Linked DNA regions of Rattus norvegicus: region 1 is linked to region 2. Evidence: chromatin contacts called from public Hi-C data. All regions are on one chromosome and are shown on one strand. Each heading gives the region's core, a stretch centred on a gene start, on an enhancer-like site or on the middle of the called end of the contact. The rest is flanking DNA. Distances are from core to core; before and after follow the strand shown. Region 1 has its middle 34 kb from the start of Atg14. Region 2 holds the start of Fbxo34 (F-box protein 34).

Region 1 (4,148 bases), core at 1,124-3,623, 73 kb before region 2:
GTCTGTCTGTCGTCTAGTATTTGTAGGGAGGAATACAGAGTACTTGGGTGTGACAGAGGGTCTGATAGAAACCTTAACACACTGAAACCTTAACATTGCTGAAGCGATGCCTTAGAGGTCAGGAGTGCTTGGTGCTCTCGAAAGGGACCTTAATACAGTCCCCAGCACCCATAGGGTGGCTCACAACTGTCCAAACTCTAGTCCAGAGGATCTGTCACTTCCTGGCTTCAAGGATGTCACTTCTGTGGCATCAAGGATGCATGTGCTGCAAATACACATGCAGGCAAAGCACATATACACATAAGTCATAAAAAAAAAAAAACTGTGCAGATTTGGCTAGTCTGAAACTCTGTGTAGACCGGGCTACCCTCAAACTCAGAGATCTGCCTGCTCTCCCTCCTGAGTGCTGGGAATAAAGGTATGTGTCACCGTGCCCAAGCTGTCTTTTTTTTTTTTTTTTTTTTCAAGAGCCACTAAATTGACTATAGGCTCAAGGTGAGTCATGACAGTGGGCTGGAGCCAGCTGACATCGGTGCTCCCAGCACCCATCTTCCATGCCTCTCCTACCTTTGAATGTGGTGGTCTAGCATTTCCTGTGACTTCCAGAGAGACCTGGGTATTGAGGAAAGTGCTCTCCTACACATGTTTAATAGCACATTTTTTTCTAAATTTAAAAAAGATTCTGAAGGTATCGTTGGCATAAACAAGCACATGGCTCTTGGGTTGGGTACTTGCTAATTGGTTTGGCCTCAGTAGCCAGAAGGCATCCCCGGTGTATGGTCAGTGTCGACGGGGCGGGGGCAAGGCATATGACCAGTAAGGAGGCCATCTGGTGTTGACAGGGAAATCCATGCTTTCTGGTGAGTGCTGCTGGTGACGGTTTCAGTGAATTCTGTCCTCCTGATGGCCTTAGAGAAGTTCCTAAGAGCTGAGAGCTTCCCCAACACCCAGCCATGCCCAAGCTACTTGCTCGTTCCCTGATTCCTGCTGGATGAGCCTCTAAGTACAGTGTGAGCATCACCTGGGAGCTTGGTAGAGCGTCTGCTCCCGGCGTACTGCTCAGGCCCACTGCATCAGCCTGCCTTTTACAGCTCTTCAGACCGACGATCATGAGGTAGAGCTGCACTGAAGAGGGGGATGATAGAACTTACACGTCACCTGTCCGTGCTTTCACTAAAAGAAACTGCCTATCTGAATTGGAAATAGATATATAGAATAGTACTGAAGGCCTCTGAAGAGCCTTAAGATTTAGACACTCGGTTCCTTCTTCTAGGTACCGAGGAGGGAATTCTCCAGTGCCCTCTAAGGAGCTTTAAGTTGGGGAAAGTATCTGGCACACAGACCACATCCCTGCTTTGTGTATTCTACACGAGGCATTCTTGGGCTGTCTCCTGCTTGCCCCTCCTTCCTGCTCTGTGGCCAGGATCCCGAGTGGGTTTCTTCCATTCCGTCTCAGGCCTGTGGACCCTCAGACCCATCACCATACTCACCTCTTGGTTCTGTCACAGCCTTTGTGAAGCAAGGCTTGGACTCACCTGGGGACTCCCACTTCCAGGATGAGCCTTGTGCTTTGTCCTCCACAGAGAAGAGCCTTAAATGTTTGGCTAGACATGGCAGCCTATACCTTTAATCCTAGCACTGGGAAGTGCATATCTGAGTTAGAGGAGAGCCTGGTGGTCTACATGGTGAGTTCCAGGACAGCCAAGGAGACTAGTGAGGCCTTGTCTCAACAAAACAAACCCCCTTGAGGTATTTGAAGGTGAGGCTCTGCAGAGGGCAAGAAAAGGAGCACAGGGGATCGGGGTGGGCTGAAGGTGGGTATTGTTCTTACCCTGGGCTTGGCAAATACTGGGGATGTTACATCCCCATGTCCACATCTGATATTGCACATATGCAATTGCTTATTTTCACAGTGTAGTCATTTCTTCAGAATCTGCTAGCAGATTCAAGGAGGCCAGAGCCAAGACTGATGGTCATGGAGATGCTCATACCATGGGTCCCAGTTCAGCCTGCCTCCCATCTCTGCTTGGGATGGAGAATAAGGCCAAAGCAGAGCCAAGGACTACACTCCCTGCAGCATGCAGGCTTCCAGAGGACGGGCCGAGTGTAGGCCAGCAGCTTGGCCAGAATAAGGAAGGCCGGGTGGGCCAGGCTCCCACCAAACTAGACAGGGCTGTGCAGACAGGTCATGTGATGCCACAGTAGAACTTTCCACTTTTTATCTGGCTACTTTTTCAAAAAAGAACATCAACTTTTCATACTACACAGTGGAGGCCAGTGTCAGATCATAGATTCAGTGCTGGTTCAGTGTGCAGAAGAGGAAGGGAAGTGAGTTAAAGAGCATGGCAGATCGTGTGCCCTGCTGTTCGGGAGGTGGACTCTGCTCTTCCTGGTGTCTGCACTGCTCACCGCCCTACCTCAGCAGCCAACCCTCCCTGGCCAGCACACAGCGTGCTGTCTTCTGCCAAGTGGTCGGCACCATATTCTCAGGAGTAATTTTGGGCATATGCCACTTTCTCTCAGTGCTTACTTGAGAAACCAGTTCCCACACACCATTTCAAAGAGGAAACATTCAGGGGCCTACTTGTTTTCATTTTTGTAAACCCAACTTAAAAAATCAATCTGTACTCTGTGTGATGGCACATCCCTGTTAATGTCAGTGCTTGGAAGGAGGCAGTACTCCACGTTCCATCATGAGAACCTGTCTGAAAACCCAGTGGGGAGCCAGCATGGTAGTTCACCCAGCACTGGAAAGGCTGAGGTAGAATGACCTCAAGGTCAACCTGAGACAGTTGAGACCCGTCTCTAAATTAGAACCCAACAAGGCAAGCTTTAAACCCAACAAGGCGAGCTTTAAAAGGGTGGGGGAACAGCTCAATGGGGAGCAGTCTGCCTAGCGTGGCCCTGGGTTGGACTCCACTACTAAAGCAGAAGAAAAACCAACCCTCTAGAACAGATGCCTTTGTAGAATCCCCTGTCTCTACTCAGAGACCTTAGGACAGCAGTTCTCAGCCTGGGGGACAGTCAGTGACCCTTTCACAGGGGTCACCTAAGACACAGATTTACATTACAATTCATAACTAGCGGGCTGGAGAGATGGCTCAGCGGTTAAGAGCACTGAGTGCTCTTCCAGAGGTCCTGAGTTCGATTCCCAGCAACCACATGGTGGCTCACAACCATCTGTAATGGGGTCTGATGCCCTCTTCTGGTGTAGCTGAAGACAGCTACAGTGTACTCATATAAATACATCTTTGGAAAAAACACAAACCCTTAAAAATAGAATTTAAAAACAATTCATAACTAGCAAAATTACAAAGCAGCAACAAAAAATATGGTTGGGAGGGGTTGGAGATTTAGCTCAGTGGTAGAGCGCTTGCCTAGGAAGCGCAAGGCCCTGGGTTCGGTCCCCAGCTCTGAAAAAAAAGAACCAAAAAAAAATATATATATATATATATATGGTTGGGGCTCACCACGACGTGAGAAAGTGTATTAGAGCTCCCAGCGATAGGAAGGTTGAGAACACTGGCTTAAGAGAAGGTGGGAAAGGTTTCATGGCTTCTTTTTTTTTTTGGAGCTGGGGACCGAACCCAGGGCCTTGCGCTTCCTAGGTAAGCGCTCTACCACTGAGCTAAATCCCCAGCCCCCAAATTACTCTTATTAGAGGGAGTGTGTGTGCTTTAACAAACATTGCAGCGATCAGAAGACAACTTTGTGGAGTTCATTCTCTGTTGGCCTTTCTGTGGATCCCAGGGATCAAACGCTGGTTGCCAGATTTGCATGGCAAACACCTTTACCAGATAGCAGGCTGTCGCCTCCCTGGCTTTTAGTGGGTTTCTTCCTCTATTCCATGAGGGCGCAGTCTCTGCCCCATTCCACTTCACTTCCCAGCTCCTAACCAGTGACCCTGTTCTCCACACGTAACAAGGCCGGCCACCTAGAGTGGGAGACTACAGCTTTAAGGTTCTGCGTCAACAACTAGACACAGATAAACTTGAGGCCCCCAAAGGTGCCTAACCACAATGTTTGCTCTTCCCACAAGCCTTTGCGAGTATCAGTTGTGGCCATGAACTTCCGTGAAGTTAGGAGTGGTGTGTCAGAAAGCATGGTGCACTTCCCACACCGGCACGTCATTAGTTCTGAGACTCTAA
Region 2 (4,216 bases), core at 1,086-3,585:
ATAATGTTCAACTTTAGGACATAGTTCCTGTAGGTTGATTGACACCCACTCATCCCACCCCCACAACAGCAGCTTCCCCTTGCTTGATCACTGTGTTCTGGAGGCTCAAATTTTATTGTAGGAGCCTTAACACTGTTACCATACAGTTTCTAATTCCCTTAAAGGGAAAAATCCTGCTCAAAGGTTCGCACAATGACTGCTGAATTACCACGGTTTGGTGAACACAAAATGTAAGGTTTATGAGAAAGTCTCATCTTAGGAACTTCCAGTCCAATCCAACAATAAGGGCCTGGGGAAAGTGGCTCGGGGCCAACACATGCAGAAGACCCTGGCCTTGAGTCTCAGGACACACACCCCCAAACCAGCAATAACAGAGATGATCTCTGCTTCGTTTCCTTTCCTGTGTTGTTGACATTCCGTCTGCAAACTGAGGCAAAATCCAGAGTCACTGAAAGTCTTCAAGGAGCCAAGTGTAATGGCACACACAGGCGGTGACTACCGGGCTGCACACCAAGTACTACATCACTCAGTTACTGTGAGACCTTGTCGGAAAAACAAAGTTATTAAACAAAGATATATTTGCATTTTAAGAATGCAAATATTTGAAGAACAAATGACAAGTAGAAGGTTGTGTGTGTGTGTGTGTGTGTGTGTGTGTGTGTGTGTGTGTGTGTGTGTCTGTGGGGGGGAGGGGGTTCAAGTAACTGTCCCTGAGGAAGCAAGGACCAAAGCTCCCTATCAAAGCTTCCTGCTGAAAACCCTAACTGTAACTATGCTTCAGTTTCAAGTCCTCTCCCTATCTTTTTGAACCAGATTCTAGAAGGAAGAAAGGATGAGAGGACCTTCTGAATGTCCCCAGCAGGTTAGCACACCACCTTCTACGCAGGTCAACCATCCTTTCAAAGCCAGGGAGAAAGCAACATTCACAAAATCACCTGCTAAAATTTATAATTTCACATTCGGAAGCACTACCGACAAAATTTAGTCACCTGACCTGGAAAGTAGTCTTCAGACGTGTTATTATATTAAGTTACAGCCCAGTCTTGGGGGGTGGGGGTGGGGCGTTGCAAAGAAAAGGCTTATCGCTGAGTTATAATCACAAAAAACCAAATGTCCCTGATGAAACGGGGGGGGGGGTGTGTGTGTGCAAAAAACACCTGGATAAATTACATCATCAGGTGATTATTATTTAAGGAGAATTTGGATTAATTCAAGTTCCCCCTCTTTGCAAGACAAAGTTCATTCAAGATCTGCTTGCCTTGGCCATTCGCTAACAAAAAGGCTAAGCAGCAGATCACTGCACCCCCCCCCCCAAGATAAAGCCAACAGAATTATCAGCCCTCCAGTTGGTTCAGCCCCCGCGCACCGCTCCCCAGCAACTGCTACATCAACCCATCAAACTGAGTTTAGCTTCCTGAAGGCACTTAACAGTGAACACCCCAATACCCTTTCCACGCCCCACCCCCCAAGGTCTCCCCGTGATTTCTCTATTTCTAAGCTGAACGTCCTTAAACTGTACTATAGATGCTTTCCGAAACGAAGTTTAAGCACCTGACAATTATTACATTCAAACTGTACGAAGCTGAGATCCCACGATTTCGGTTCAAATCTGCAAGGACCGAACTTCCTTTTTCTCCCCGCGGGTCCTCCCAGCCCTTCCGCGCGCCAAGGTCGCCACTCGGGGCCTGCGGTGACATCACGGTCTATCTCGGTAGAGCCCTGACATCACCCGCACGCCGAGCCTCGGTACTGTGACCTCACCGCCGCAGGCTCGCACGCCAGGGCCCCCCGGGGAGGGAGGAAGAGACGCGCCGCTCACCTGAGCGAGGACCCCCCCCCTTCCTGCCCCGCGCCCCGCACGCAGCCCACCCGCGGCGGCCTAGCTCCGGTCGCCCGACTCCGGGCCCAGGGAGCCGCCGGGCGCACGACCTCGGGGCCAGGCCGCGCGGACGGCTCTCCGGAGGACGCGGCGGCGGCACCCCGAGCGCGGCGAGCCACGGTCCCCGCCCCCAACGCCCGGCCCCGCCGCGGGAAGCAGCGGGAGCCGCCACGGTGTCCGCCCGCCCCGCGCCCCGCAGCCCCGCGCCCCCGCCTGGCCCACCTGTGCGTCTGCCCGGCCGGGGCCTGGCCCGGGGCTGCGGCAGCCCGATGAGGCGGCGGCAGGCCTGACTCGCTCCCCGAGACTGAGACGGACCAGGAGCTCAGCGCTGGGCGGCGGAGCCCAACGCTCGCCCCGAAACCCATTTGTTTGGCTAAACCGGCGTGACATCACGCGCCGGCCCAATCGACGGTTGCCCGGGGGCGGGGCGGCGGAGCCTGAGTGCGCCAGCGCCCCCTGCCGGCGGCCGTGAGCGCTGTGGGGAGAGGTGGGAGCTGCCGGGACAAGCGCCTGTGAGCCCTGAGAAGCATTGCGGGAGTTGGAATGTCACCACATGGCAAGGACCCTAACCCTAGAGCACGATTAGAGTGACAAGTTCATTAATGCTCCCAGGTAGTCCAGAAGCCTTAATATATTTGACACTGTTAGATATCCGACATGCCTGCTCCTAAACTTGGTCTAACCACTAGCATATGGCTCTATTTCAAATTTGTAAAATGTACTACTTAGCAAGCCCATGGCCTTGAGTTTGATCCCTGGTGTCATTTATACACTGGACATGAACCCAGAGTTTGGGAGGTAATTGTAGGTGGACCACAAGTTCATGGTCATCCTCAAAGCAAAGCAAGTTTGAGATTAGCGGGGGCTCCTCTGTTAAGAGCACGGACTGCTCTTCCAGAGGAACTCGCTTCAGTTCCCAGCACCCTCAAGACTGATCGCAACTTGTCTGGTAACTCGAATCTCAAGGAATCAGATGCCTTTTTCTGGCCTCCACAAATGCAAGCACGTAGTGTGCAAACATAGGCAGACAAAACACTATATACATAAAAAATTTTAAAACTACAAAAGAATATATTTTCCATGAAATTATGGCAGAAGTACCTACCAGAAAGTACATAAACTTTGAAGTTGAACTGCTAATCTACAAGAGCCCTGTAAGCTTATCAATGAATTAAAAGAGGCTTTAACTACTTCAAGCCGCTGAATCAATAAATGGCCTTTTAATCTTTAAAAAATATTGTTTCCTTTGAATAATTTTAACCACATTGGACAATGTGCTGGCTAGTTTTATGTCAACTTGACACAAGCTAAAGTAATATGAGAGGAGGGAACAGTGGGCATTTTCTTAGTTGTTGATGGGGGAGGGCCTAGCCCATGGGGGATGGTGCTATCCATGGGCTACCAGTTCTGGGTCAGATGAGAAAGCAGGCTGAGCAAGCCGGAGGGGCTAGCCTCTGCATCAGCTCCTGCCTCTAGGGGTGCAGTGTGTGTGTGTGTGTGTGTGTGTGTGTGTGTGTGTGTGTGTGTGTGTGTTGTGTCTGTCTGTCTGTGTCACATGCGTGGGTTCCTGAAGAAACAGGAAAGTGTCAGGTACCCTGGATCTGAAGTTACTGGTCACTATGAGCCTTTCAGGGGTGTTGCTGAAGGGTTGAGCACAAGTTATCAAGTGAAAGGCCATGGGTTCAAATCCTAGCATCAGAAACGTGGGTTGGGAGGTGTGGTTTTATCTAGCCCTTTATGAAAAGGAGGGGCTGGAGAAATGGCTCAGCAGTTAAGAGCACTGGCTGCTCTTCCAAAGAACCCAGGTTCGATTCTCAGCACTCTCACAGTGGTTCACAATTATCTGTCACTTTAGTCCCAGGGGATCCAATGCCCTCTTTGGTCACCAGACACAGATCTGGTACACACACGTGCAGGCAAAACACCTATGCACATAAAATAATTTTTTTAACAACCTGAGAAACAGGAGAAAAAAAACTTTTGTGAAACATATATGTACGGCATGTACGAGAAGTCTTAAAGAATCAAAATGTAGGAATAGGACCAGTGAGATGCTACAGCAGATGGAGGTGGTGGACATCAAACCTGACAACCTGAGTTCAATTCCCACGACCCACCTCACGCTGTGAGAGAACTGACTCCTGGTCCTTTGCATGTGGGCTGGGATATATGACTACACACACACACACACACACACACACACACACACACACTTACAATTTCTAAATATAAAAATAAGCCAAGCGTGGTAGCTTATGTAATCCCTGAATCTGAGAGGCTGAGACAAGAGGTTGCTGGCAGTTCAAAGCCACTCTGGGCTACGTAGCATATACCAGG

The links. Hi-C and Micro-C count contacts between places; a contact is called where the count stands out from the background.
Region 1: a Hi-C map of liver shows a contact between it and region 2, with 4 times the contacts expected there. The contact joins the enhancer-like site here to the promoter of Fbxo34 in region 2. A contact is called at or near these places in 11 of 12 Hi-C or Micro-C datasets (the A7r5 cell line, the Rat2 cell line, Schwann cells and 6 more) and 1 of 1 datasets of contacts at active chromatin or transcription factors (oligodendrocytes).

Annotation. Positions count from the first base shown.
Region 1 is chr15:23,270,251-23,274,398 of GRCr8, reverse strand. No RefSeq gene overlaps it. Among named protein-coding and RNA genes, the nearest start is that of Atg14, 34 kb to the left of the region's middle. Within about 2 kb of position 2,373, at least 3 of the 93 cell types and tissues checked have an H3K27ac peak or open chromatin away from gene starts, as enhancers often do. A contact at or near this core is called in liver, where this site is marked.
Region 2 is chr15:23,197,222-23,201,437 of GRCr8, reverse strand. Fbxo34 (F-box protein 34) reads right to left here and starts at 2,335. Exons shown (of 2, transcript NM_001107257.1): 1 at 2,102-2,335. The coding sequence starts at 2,244.